3 separate regions of the Mus musculus genome follow, and all the other regions are linked to region 1. Evidence: chromatin contacts called from public Hi-C and Micro-C data. All regions are on one chromosome and are shown on one strand. Each heading gives the region's core, a stretch centred on a gene start, on an enhancer-like site or on the middle of the called end of the contact. The rest is flanking DNA. Distances are from core to core; before and after follow the strand shown.

Evidence for each region. Hi-C and Micro-C count contacts between places; a contact is called where the count stands out from the background.
Region 2: a contact with region 1 is called in a Hi-C map of cortical neurons, with 4 times the contacts expected there. The contact joins the enhancer-like site here to the promoter of Cpsf4l in region 1. A contact is called at or near these places in 5 of 484 Hi-C or Micro-C datasets (B cells, cerebral cortex, cortical neurons and 1 more).
Region 3: a contact with region 1 is called in a Micro-C map of embryonic stem cells, with 1.6 times the contacts expected there. The contact joins the enhancer-like site here to the promoter of Cpsf4l in region 1. A contact is called at or near these places in 1 of 39 promoter capture datasets (embryonic stem cells), 1 of 484 Hi-C or Micro-C datasets (embryonic stem cells), 3 of 115 datasets of contacts at active chromatin or transcription factors (astrocytes and embryonic stem cells) and 1 of 9 other capture datasets (embryonic stem cells).

Annotation. Positions count from the first base shown.
Region 1 is chr11:113,707,585-113,711,192 of GRCm38.p6, reverse strand. It overlaps Cpsf4l (cleavage and polyadenylation specific factor 4-like), which reads left to right and starts at 1,667. Exons shown (of 8, transcript NM_026682.2): 1 at 1,667-1,806; 2 at 2,339-2,389. The coding sequence starts at 1,704.
Region 2 is chr11:114,268,437-114,272,272 of GRCm38.p6, reverse strand. No RefSeq gene overlaps it. Among named protein-coding and RNA genes, the nearest start is that of Gm11691, 19 kb to the right of the region's middle. Within about 2 kb of position 1,367, at least 7 of the 459 cell types and tissues checked have an H3K27ac peak or open chromatin away from gene starts, as enhancers often do. A contact at or near this core is called in cortical neurons, where this site is marked.
Region 3 is chr11:114,539,820-114,543,483 of GRCm38.p6, reverse strand. All of the region lies in intron 2 of Gm31724 (a long non-coding RNA gene), which reads left to right. Among named protein-coding and RNA genes, the nearest start is that of Gm39472, 52 kb to the right of the region's middle. Within about 2 kb of position 1,378, at least 11 of the 459 cell types and tissues checked have an H3K27ac peak or open chromatin away from gene starts, as enhancers often do. A contact at or near this core is called in embryonic stem cells, where this site is marked.

The DNA.
Region 1 (3,608 bases), core at 418-2,917:
ACTGCCCACTGCACCCTTTCTTCTCTGAATGCTTGTTTTTGCTTGAGTCTTGGTCAGGCCCCTCTTCTGGACAAAGCCCCCCCCCCCCCCATCATCACCAGATTTTTCTCCTAACATACTCTCTGCCACCTTTCCTTGCCCTCATCCCTCCATCCAACCCGTATTCTGTCCAGTGTTGTTTCTGCCCCATAGCCTGAGTGTCCCTCCAGCCCCCCAAGCCCCCACCCATGGCAGTGACCTCCAGGACGTGGCTCTGCAGTGTGCCCTTGAGCTTTCCGCACCTTGGTTGCCCCCTCTGCCTTCTCTAGCAGACCCATGGGACTCTCAAATAATCCCAAGGTGACAGACCAAGGACCTAATCAATACCTAAGGATAGGGTCAAGAGATGCAAGAGCCTCTTCCCCAGGGACCCTTGATCTCCAGCCCTAGACAGCCATTCTGCCTACAGTCCCGGGTACAGGGTGATCCCAGGCTACTCTTACTCCAGCCCCACCCAGCTCCAAGGCCATTCCCAGCGCGGATCTATCTCTCCAGCTGCTGTCTTTTCAGATCTGGAGTTCAAAAGAACAACAGATCTAGGCATAACAGCCGCAGGAAACAAAGCTGGCAGGCTGGATCCTGTCGGCTCAGCCACAGGCCTGCAGCGCCAAGCTTACCTCTCCCCGCTGGGTCCCGGGGAGGAGATGTCTCTAGTTCTAGTTCCTAGGGCCTAAAAAGCCCACATGTCCTGGTAACAGTGGCTCCTGGAGAGGCCAGGCCACTTCAGGACCCAGGAGGGGGAAGGAAATAGCCTGGTTTAATTAGAGCTTTAAAAATGCTCCTAAGAAAGCCGATTCTGAGGTCCTCAGCCCTTCAGGGCAGGGTTGGCCTAATAATAATAAAACAACATTTGCATGGATATTTCATTTACAAAGCATTTTCTCCGGGTAAGGGAGGCTCTGGGGTGGCCCAGTGGATTCCTCGCTGGGAGGTCACCCCCAGCCTTGGGTCGGTTCCACCTCCTTCGGAGCTTACCATTGTGATTGCCTGCGGGGTAAACAAAGGGCCCTTCATGGAACTGTTTCCGATGCTTCTGGCCTGCATTCCTTTTGTCCCCCCCCACCCCCCTTCCAGGAAGAGCACGCTTGGGGTTTGTCATTCCGTCTAGAAAAGAGGCTCAGAGGGCCTGGTGGGAGGGAGAGTGGCTGGGACCTAGTGGAGGAACCTTTCCTCTGTCCCACACACCCTCTGACTACCCCCATCCCACTCCACCCAACACCTGGGCATCGCTGTATGCAGTAGGTTCGCATCAATGGGTAGTTATATCCCCACACATACAATGGGACACTGGTTTGGCAACGGCTCTGTTCTGTGATCGGCAGAGATAAGCAGGTGTGAGTCTTTGCCAATCCCTTCCCCAGCTGAGGATGGGGGTTGTGTGAACAGTGTGGGGGTGTGGGGCCCTGGAAGGCCTGCACCTGCATGGGTGGGTGGGAGGGCTGAGGCAGCCGAGGAGCCTCTGGGGGTACACTCAGCCAGAAAGTCACGTGCAGTCACCTGGCCCCTTGAAGGAAGAGGTGACCTGAGAGGGTGAGAAAGAGGGGCCAGCATCAGATAGGGCCTGGCCCCGTTAATTAGGATTAGGTGCGGATGGGCTATATAGGAGCCACCTGCGGGGGTTCTGGCATCTTGGCTCTTTCTGCTTTTCCGGCGGGAGACGGAAGATGGAGGAGGTCATTGCCGGGCTGCAAGGGTTCACGTTCGCCTTTGAGCTGGATGTGGAATCGCAGAAGGGCACTGGGCTACTGCCTTTCCAGGGCATGGACAGTGAGTGGCGATGCCTGTGTCCCCTGCTCAGGTCCTGGAGGTGCTGTGCGTCTCTCCCACACAGCTTCTGGGTATTCACTGCCCGGGATAGAAAGGCAGACTTCCGAGCTGCCAGAGCTCCCTGGGTGCCCCCGAAACCTTCCACCTCCTGCCTCAGAGGTGGGCTGAGTTTAAGTGGAATTTAGAGACTGGTTCTGGGCGGTGGGGGAAGGGTTTCGGAAGAGGGTACCCCGTTGACTCAGCCTCCACAGACGGAGACAAATGAGAACTGGTTTTGATGGTGGACTGGGGCCGCCAAGGGGCTGAGAGGCAGGCGGGAGGATTGTGGCGGTTCTGTCCAACCTGAACTACAGGGCGAGACAGTTGCATAAACAGACGGGCAAAGGAACAGGTAAACAACAAAACTCCAAAGCCCAGCCAGAGAGAGTAGTCGGGGCCCACGCAGCTCCAAGCCCGGAGGCTTAGGTGGGACTTGCCGCAAGGCTCCAGCTCTGGGAACGCCACCTTCTCCTCCGGTTTCTTTCTCCTCCAGAGTCCAGTTCAGCTGTGTGCAACTTCTTCGCTAAAGGGCTCTGTGTGAAAGGTGAGTGAGTCAGGCCTGGGCTGGGCCGGGACAGGAACGGCTGTGGGGACCATGCTGGGTTCAGCTGGGGACTAGGACGTAGTGTGAGCTTGGCTCCTGGACTAGATAGGATCCAGCCTCTGTCATGAGCAAGAAGGTAGCCAGCCATGTGTAGTTGGTACCACAGAAGTTGTGTTTTATTATGCTGAGGGTCACCACACAAGGCTCACACTCTCAATTCCTAACTACGGTCATATTATTATCTGCTCAAGGCTGCTCACCTGTGCGACGACATACCTTAGCTAGTTTATGACAGAAGTCTCTGATTTGAACCCCACCCTGGCTACTGGTCTTCTTTTCTGGATTGGAGGTCACTTTGAGGTTCCTCCAATAGCAACATACAGTGGTCTACATACCTAACCCCTAACAGTAGTGTTTCTAATTCACCCTGAAGCCCGGCTATGGACTCAGGTGAAGAGAGTCTTAAGGGGCCTGCCGTGGAGAGCCTTAATATTCGGTTCCTATAAGTCAGGAGGCTGGGGGTGGGGCAGAGAGGACCTGGAGCCCTTTCGGGATGATTGCATGAGAAGAAGAGGAGCTCACTGGCCATCCAGGCCCCGGGAAACCAGAACCTTCGAGGTCCATTACAGAGTGAGTGAGCCACAGCTCAAAGAGAAAGCTGCTACTGAGGAAAGCCAGAGCCCAAGGAATGGCCAGCCAGGAGTGTGTGTGTGTGTGTGTGTGTGTGTGTGAGACAGAGAGACAGACAGACAGACAGAGTCATGCAGGCAGGCCAGGGGGCATTCAAAGAGGATGTCCTTGTCACGCATGGAAACAAGCCTTGCTTAGACATAGCCCTCCCTTCCAGTGGCAGTGTCTGCTGAATAAAGATACCGAGGTGGTCAAATGTAATGTTTCTAGTGTGTGGCCACTGTTAGAGTCACCCATGTCATGCCTGTGTTGTCCTTAATATTTGAAGTCGTGAACTCACGCCAAGGAGGCCTGCAGTGCGTGGGTAGATCACTTGCCTAGCCTGCAGCAAGCTCATGATCTCCGGCTGGCGATGCAGGCCCGTAGTCTCCGCACTTCGAAGTTGGAGGCAGAAAGGTCAGAATTCCAAGCTCATTCTTGGAAACATAGTGAATTTGAGACCAGCCTGGGCTACTCGAGACCCTGTTTCAAAGACTGAGAGAGACGACTCAGCAGTTACAGGCATCTGCTTCTCTTGCAGAGGACCCTG
Region 2 (3,836 bases), core at 118-2,617, 560 kb before region 1:
GTGCACTCTACTAACGGAGCTACATCGAGCTCCTGGAGATGACATTTTAGCATCAGCTTTGTTGCGGGGTGGCATTCAGGCTGGAGCCCAGGGGTTGGGGACATTTAGTTATCTTCTAGTAGAATGTGAGCATCTCAAGGAGCTGGAACCCTTGTGGTCCAGTCTGGGTTGCTGTCCAGAGGGAGGGTTGAGAATATCCATAAGCACAAGGCACTGCAATTGGCTCAGCCCAAGTGAGCCCTGGATCTGCGTGACCTTGAGCAGTTCTTTAAGCTCTGTGCCTCCAGATCCTTCCCCAAGGATGGGACCTCTCTCATCAGATTGTTGGCTACTGTGCGACCGTCATTCATCTTTCTATTGCCTGGTTCCTAAAGGGGGATCACCCTGTCTCTCTTGAGTACCTTAGTGTTAGAGAGCTCACTAAGATGCAAAGGCCTCCATTTCTGCTTTGAACCAGTTAACAGACCCTAAGGGAGTCAGAATCTCTTCCATAGTGTCTGCTTCCTGGGGCCATGTTAACCCCCAAGTGTTACTTGTGTGCCCCTTGCTAGGCTCTGGGGCTCAACTGCAAAGGCCAAAAGCCCCTTCATGGTCTCTTGGGAGAATCATGGTGAGTCTAGTTACTGGGAAAGGAAAATCGCCATCACTGGGAATGGGAAGGATTAGGCCCTCTGCCTCCTACACGCCACACACTGCTAAGGCTCGTGAGGTTTGCTCTCCCTCAGGCAACTGGCAGCAAGTGCTTACATGTGGAGGGGGCCCTGAGCATTACCTTCCTTGCCCTTTATTGTAGGGTCTAGGGGCTGGGTGTGTAGGCCAGAGGACAACCTCAGTTGTCATCTGAGGGACTCTACCCACCCCCTTTAATGTCTCTCATTGTTCTAGGTCTCACCAATTAAGCTTGACTGCATCCAGTGAGGCCCAGGAGCTCAATGCAGTGCCTCTTCTGGGATTACAAGCATGAACCACTATACCCATCATTTTTATGCAGGTTGCAGGGATCGAACTCTGGTCTTCATAATGTGTAGCATATACTCTACCTGCAAAGTCAGCCTTCTCTTTAGAGCCAGGGAGATTTGTAATTGAAAGGTGGAGGCTGAGAGAGCATTGTGTGTGTGAGCCTTGAGGAAACCCAGCCTAGATTCTTTCTCTGAGCTGGCTGTCCATGACCTCTACATCACAGCATTGGACCCTGGGCTCCACATTGGTAAGTAAAGATCAACCATACCTCCAAGCTCCATGCGGTGCCTGAGGAATTCGGTGCCATAAGGCACGCCAAGAAGTTGGCATGCAGATATTCTCCATAAGTGTGTTGTTTCTATTTTTACTGGAAGACACAGGGAGGGGGCTGTATACCATCTCCCTCCACTTCTCGAGTCTCAGGGTGTCGGAGCTGAGCCACTGTAAGGACACATAGGTGTCTGGATACAAAGCAGTGTATAGCATCCCCCTCCACTTCCCAAGTCTCGGTGTAACAACCCATCCCTGGGACCTAACTGCCAACCCTTTGCCTCTGAACCACAGGAGCTGGGTGTGCAAATGCTGTGCACGAGCCAGGCAGTTGGCAAAATAATTGAGTGCCAACTTGTCATATTTTAATGAAGTTCTGGAGTTAGAGATTTATAATTGCTAATGAGCCAGGCTAATAATTAGTTGCTTTATAATAAGGGTGATGATCACTCAGACAGAGGTAGAGAGAGCCAGGCTCCTGCCTAATTTTTCTCCTGTAATTATGCAACATGCCCAACTGCCTGGAACGGCTCTCACCCTTCCGTCCTCTGGCTCCAGGACCATGCCAGATCTCTGTGACACCATCCTGGCTCTCCTGTCCCACCCCAGCAGCTTGACTCTGGGGACCAAGTGCTTCCTACCAGGCATCTATTGTCCGGTGTCTACCTCCCTTCACTGTCCCACTGGCCAGAGTCTTCTCTGCTTGCTCAGGGGCAGGATGGTTTAGAGGCTGGCTCTAGAGCTGGAGAGCCAAGCTGGACCAGCCACACAGAGAAGCAATTTAACACTTGGTGGATGCTGCATGTGGGCTGTCCTCTACCTTGGATAGAGGGGGAAAGACAGCAGGACTGCCTCAGGATCAGGGCATCAGAGCTGGACCATTCCAGGGGTTAGAGCAGAGCCGTGGGTAGAGAGAACAAGACAGCCGCCCGCACTATGGCCCTTCCAAACTTCTCAAGGGCAGGGTACAGAGAACCCATGGTCCTTCTCTGCTGTTACCTGGTTGGCTCACAGGCCAACCCTGAGGTTTGCTGCAGTGGAATGTGACAGAGATAGCTGAACAGGACTCAGGTCTTCCCCGGCACTGGACCTCTAGGGGTCACTTTGACTGGTGTGAGGCTTTAAGAAGGATGGGAGGAGAGCACAAAAACACTCCATACCTCTGAAGTGACTTAATCTATGGGTCCTGGTGGCAGATGGAAAGGCAGGGTCTTGGGGTACCTGAGAGAATACCGAGGGAGATGTGTACAGAAGAACATTCTGTTATGGTGTCTTGATTTTGCTTTTGGTTTCTTTGGGTGGGTGGCTCTGGATATAGAGCAAGTAACTGGAGTCCCTTGAGGGAGGATCAGATATCTGAGCAGCCTGCCACTTTATCCTTAGGGATCTGGTATCTGGTGTGTGGGTGCGTGCCTGTGTTCAGGTGCACGATGTGGGCACATGTATGTGGAGGTCACAGGTCATTATCAGGTAGTGTTTGTCATCATCTCACCTCGTTTGCTTATTTAATGAAAAACTGTAGCTGTGTTTGCGACTTTGTGGGTTGTTCTTTTTTTCTATCCTTCTCCACCCACTAACACTGGATAAAAGAGAGAAAAGGATAGAGAGAGAGGAAAGAGATACCCAAGTAAAGCCAGGGGTTGTAAAGGAGACTACAGCCTGCTGACTAAGGGCATCCAGTTCCTTGCAGCAAGTTTGATTTTCGCCATCAGGATAGCTTTCCTCTTCTTTCTTTTCTTCTTCCCCTCCCTCCCCTCCCTCCCCTTCCTCCTCTTCCTCCCCTTCCTCCTCCTCTTCCTCCTCCTCCTCTGCCTCCTCCTCCTCTTTCTTCTCCTCCCCTCCCTCCCCTTCCTCCTCTTCCTCCCCTTCCTCCTCTTCCTCCCCTTCCTCCTCTTCCTCCCCTTCCTCCTCCTCTTCCTCCTCCTCCTCCTCTGCCTCTTCCTCCTCTTTCTTCTCCTCCTCTTCCTCCTCTTCCTCCTCTTCCTTCTCTTCCTCCTCTTCCTCCTCTTCTTCTTTCTCCTCTCCTTCTCCTCTTCCTCCTCCTCTCCTCCTTCTCCTCTTCTTCCTCCTCCTCCTCTTCCTCCTTCTCTCCTCCTTCTCCTCTTCTTCCTCCTCCTCCTCTTCCTCCTCCTCTCCTCCTACTCCTCTTCTTCTTCTTCTTCTTCCTCCTCCTCTTCCTCCTCCTCCTCCTTCTTCTGTCTTCTTGTTTCTTCTTTGTGCATGACTAGTTAACAAACCATGACCAACAACAACCAAGTAACAACTCACCACCCTCTCAGGGCTCTAGCGTTTATATACCCTCTGAAAAGTCCCCAGGATTCCAAATGCCATACACTCACAGACACTATCTGCAGCTGACAAAATCACGCCTCTGCTAGAGCATGAGGCAAGCCATAGTCAGCTGCTGTGGACACTATGAAGCAGCCCCATATCCCACGCCAAGGATCAAAACAAAATTATATTCTTATAGTATTTCTGTGTTTTTAAAGAAACCAAACCCCCAAATCATCACTACAAAAACATGTATTTTTACTATTTTTAATTATGTGTATGTCTGTGTGTTTGTGTGCATGAGTGTAGGTTCCTGTGGGAGCCAGAGAGCTTGG
Region 3 (3,664 bases), core at 129-2,628, 830 kb before region 1:
TGCAGAGACAAAGTTCAGAACCCAGCACCCATTTGAGGCATCTCACGACCCACCGATCGGACACCCCTGGCCTTTGAGGGGTTACCCACACTCCCGTGCACATACTGTCCCACTCCACCATGCCCACACATGTTTAAAAGACAAGGAAAATCTCTGCATAGGTGAAGCCATTTGACTGTTTTGCAGGCGGCGAAATCAGAATGCAGAGACTTAGAGCTGTGTAGGCTTGCCTGGCCGGTAAGGGACTCAGTTACAGAGGTGATGTGGCCCCTGAACTTAAGCTAGGTGTCTGGCCCCTCTGATCTTCAGTCTTCCCCAGAACATATTGCAAGGCCAGACTTAATTAGCAGGCCAAGTTGATACACTCCTGCTTAGCTGCTTGTCAGAGGAGAAGCATGCAGGGGGGGGGGGGACGGCGGGACGGGGATGGGAGGGGGGGGCGGGACGGGGACGGGAGTCGGGGGGGGGGGCGGGACGGGGACGGGAGTCGGGGGGGGGGGGGGGACGACGAGGGATGGGGGATGGGGACGGGACCAGACAGGGGACAGGGAAGGGGATAAGGATGGAGACAGAGGGGGGAATGAAAGGATTGGGAAGACAGGACGACTTGGGAAGAGAGCATTGAAAAGCCCTAACACACACCCTGTAAACTCTCCTCTGAAACAGCTGTCTATTCTCCCTCTAAGGAAGGGGTTTATCTCTGAGCTGGATCCAGCTTTGACACACCAAGCTCATTTCATCCCCAGCCAATCCCCTGGGAAACCAAGTCTGGACCTTGGTCCCTTGGCTCCTTCTCCCAGCTCAACCCAAATCCCCACAATCGGCACTCTTGCCGCCAGAGCTTCCAGAGTGCGCCTGGTATTTGGAAACTCGGGGGGTGGGGGTGGGGGGTGGGGGTGGGGGGGATTACCCTGTGGGCTCAGATCCTGGAAGCCCTGTTCAGGAGGGTGGGAGGGATGAGCAGAGGGGCCTCTAACATGTCAGTCTGCTCATTTACCTCATTCGGCTGCCAACAGTTGGTCATGCTGTACCAAGAGGGGCCCTTGGCCAAGGTGGTGCTGGGAGGAGGAGGAGGGGCAGAAATGAGAATGCTGGGTGAGCCAGGTCAACTGAGGTTAGCTCCGCCCACCATGGTTCTCATTTCCCTGAGAGGCTTGTTTGACGTGACCTCCCTGCTGACCTGGGGTTCCTTGTCTGTCAGCTACGATACCTAGAGAAACTTCCGGAAGTTCCTTCAAGCTCAAACTGTCTGACCCCAACGTTTCTCATCGTCATTTTCGAGGTCCTGCCTCACTTGTAGTTTCACAGGGTGAGGCCTGTGTCCGCTCCGCCATAGGGCGCGGCTGATTGGAGAGGCAGAAGGTGGGGAGTTTGACTGTGCTTATCCCACGCAGATGCTGGGCTGTAGGGAGGAGCCGAGGCACCGCTGTGGGGGTGGGAAAGCCAGAGCTGGTCCAGGAGTCCCCAGGCCTTCAATGAAGCCGGGGCTGTGGGGTTCTCAGGGTCTTTGACATCCAGGCGCTGCTGAGAGTCACGGAAAAGCTGAGAAAGAAATGGGGGCCAGTGGGCTGGGTCTAGTTTGAAGTATGTGTGTGGGGGGGTGCGGGGAGAAGGGGCGTTTCAGCTTGTCCCAGTGGGGAGAGTCCTTAGTTTGGTGGCAGGTTTGGTGGTGAAGAATGTGTAGGAAGGGAAACTTATTGGCTCTGCCCTCCAGGCCTCTAGGTATCTCATTAGCATGGAGAATGCTGTCATGAGCCTATGTGACCACAGATCAAGTCTCTTTGCCTATTGTTTTGGTCTGAGGTGTTAGGGATGCCTCATCTACTAGTGGAAGGGCTTGGGGTGTTGTCCGTACCTGACTGTGGGCCACAAATCTCTCTGTGGGGAGGCCGCAGCTATGTGATAGGGACCTGGTGCCAGGAGCCGGCAAAGTTCCTACCGTCCCTTCAAGGCCTCCTGGGCTTTAGTTCAACCTTATCAGGCTTCCTCCAATGGTCCACAGCCCTGCAGTTTCTCAAGAGAAGGGTTAGTGTGGGTGCTCAGGTGGAAGTCAAGAGTGTGCTCCAGCAGGACCTAGGGGTGGGGTGGGGGTGGGGGATAAGAGCTGCTTTGCAGGTGGTCTGGAAGTGCCCCTGGATTTGGCAACCTACATGAGCACCATCTGAGTTTCCCAGCAGGGCTCTTCCTGCTGCACTGAAGCAGGAGACTTCCTCTTATCTCACTCACCAAATGGATGCTGTGGTGGACCATCCATCTGATAGTAGGAAGGCTCCAAGCTAACTGGGAATAGGGTGGGCCTTTGAAATCCCAAAGCTCATCTCCAGTGACACATGTCCAACAAGGCCACACCTTCTAATCCTTCCCACAGTGTTCCATTAACTGGGGACCAAGAATTCAAATATATGAGCCTGTATCTTTATTGGATATTCTTTTTGAAACCACCACAAGTAGCACATGATCTTAATGTTGAGCCAGCTCTACAACTCCCCAGACCTCTTGACCCTTAACTGCTGTCCTGTCCTGGATGCTTTCTGGAAACCAAATGTGCTGTTCACTCTGGGATGCAGAGTACAGATTTTTCTTTTCCCTCCATTTTTTTTTTTAAACCAGAATCCTCAAAATCCTCAAAATACTCCAAATGTCCCCCTTATGGCCCCTTTCACACTGATTCATCAGAGGATGTCAGCACTCACACCCAGCCCTGCTCTGTGATCTGAGATTTGGCTAACAGGCTATCTAGTCTTCTATTACTGCAATTACTTCTCACGACCACATGGTGTCACTGTTGGTGATTGGTCTGGCGCAGTTTAATGGATGAGACCAATGGCAGGGTATGCATAGTCTAAGTCAGTCAAGATAAAAACACCCTGGCACACAGTTGTTCTGTGAGCACAAAAGTCTCAACTAAAAGAACCTGGGACCTTGAGATTCTTGGAGGGAATAGCTTTGCTACGGCCTGGGCTAGTGAGACTTAAAGAGTGACCTTGCCAGCTGCCACACCCCCATTGCCAGAAACTCCAGTGCACAGTATTTTAAAAATAAATGTGTGCACTTTGCTCAATCGCAATAAAGATGACCTTTAAAAAGATAGTTATGAATGACCTTTTATACCATCTCCTACCCCATATGCAAAAGACACTCAGTAGAAGCGAAAGCTGTTAAAGTTCTCTCTGTACTTTAAATGCCCACTTGCCCTCGACACCTCTTAACTCGGAGACATAATTTTATAGGAAGAGCTGTGAATTTGCAAATTGGAACTCTCAGCATCTCAACTTCATACCCAGAAATATTTAATATTAAATATATACCCATTTCTTCCTCTTAAAACGACTTTACCGGTCTTGTGGGGATTTCCCCTAATTTTTATTTATTTCTCGTAGACGAGGGAAGAAGCATATACGATAGCATCGTCTCTGAGAGGCAGAGGACAACTCGGGGGAGTTAGTTCTCTCCTTCCACCGTGTGGGTCCCAGGGATCACACTCAGGTTGTCAAACTCGGCAACAAGTGCCTTTACCCACCGAGCCATCCTGATGACCCCTTTGTGGATCTTTAAAGACTTCCCTTTTTAAAGAGCCAGACTTAGTTGACAGCTAAATTGTGTATAAAATTCAGTTCTCATTATCCGCCCCAACAGCCTCTCTGCCTATTGGTGCCTCTATCCA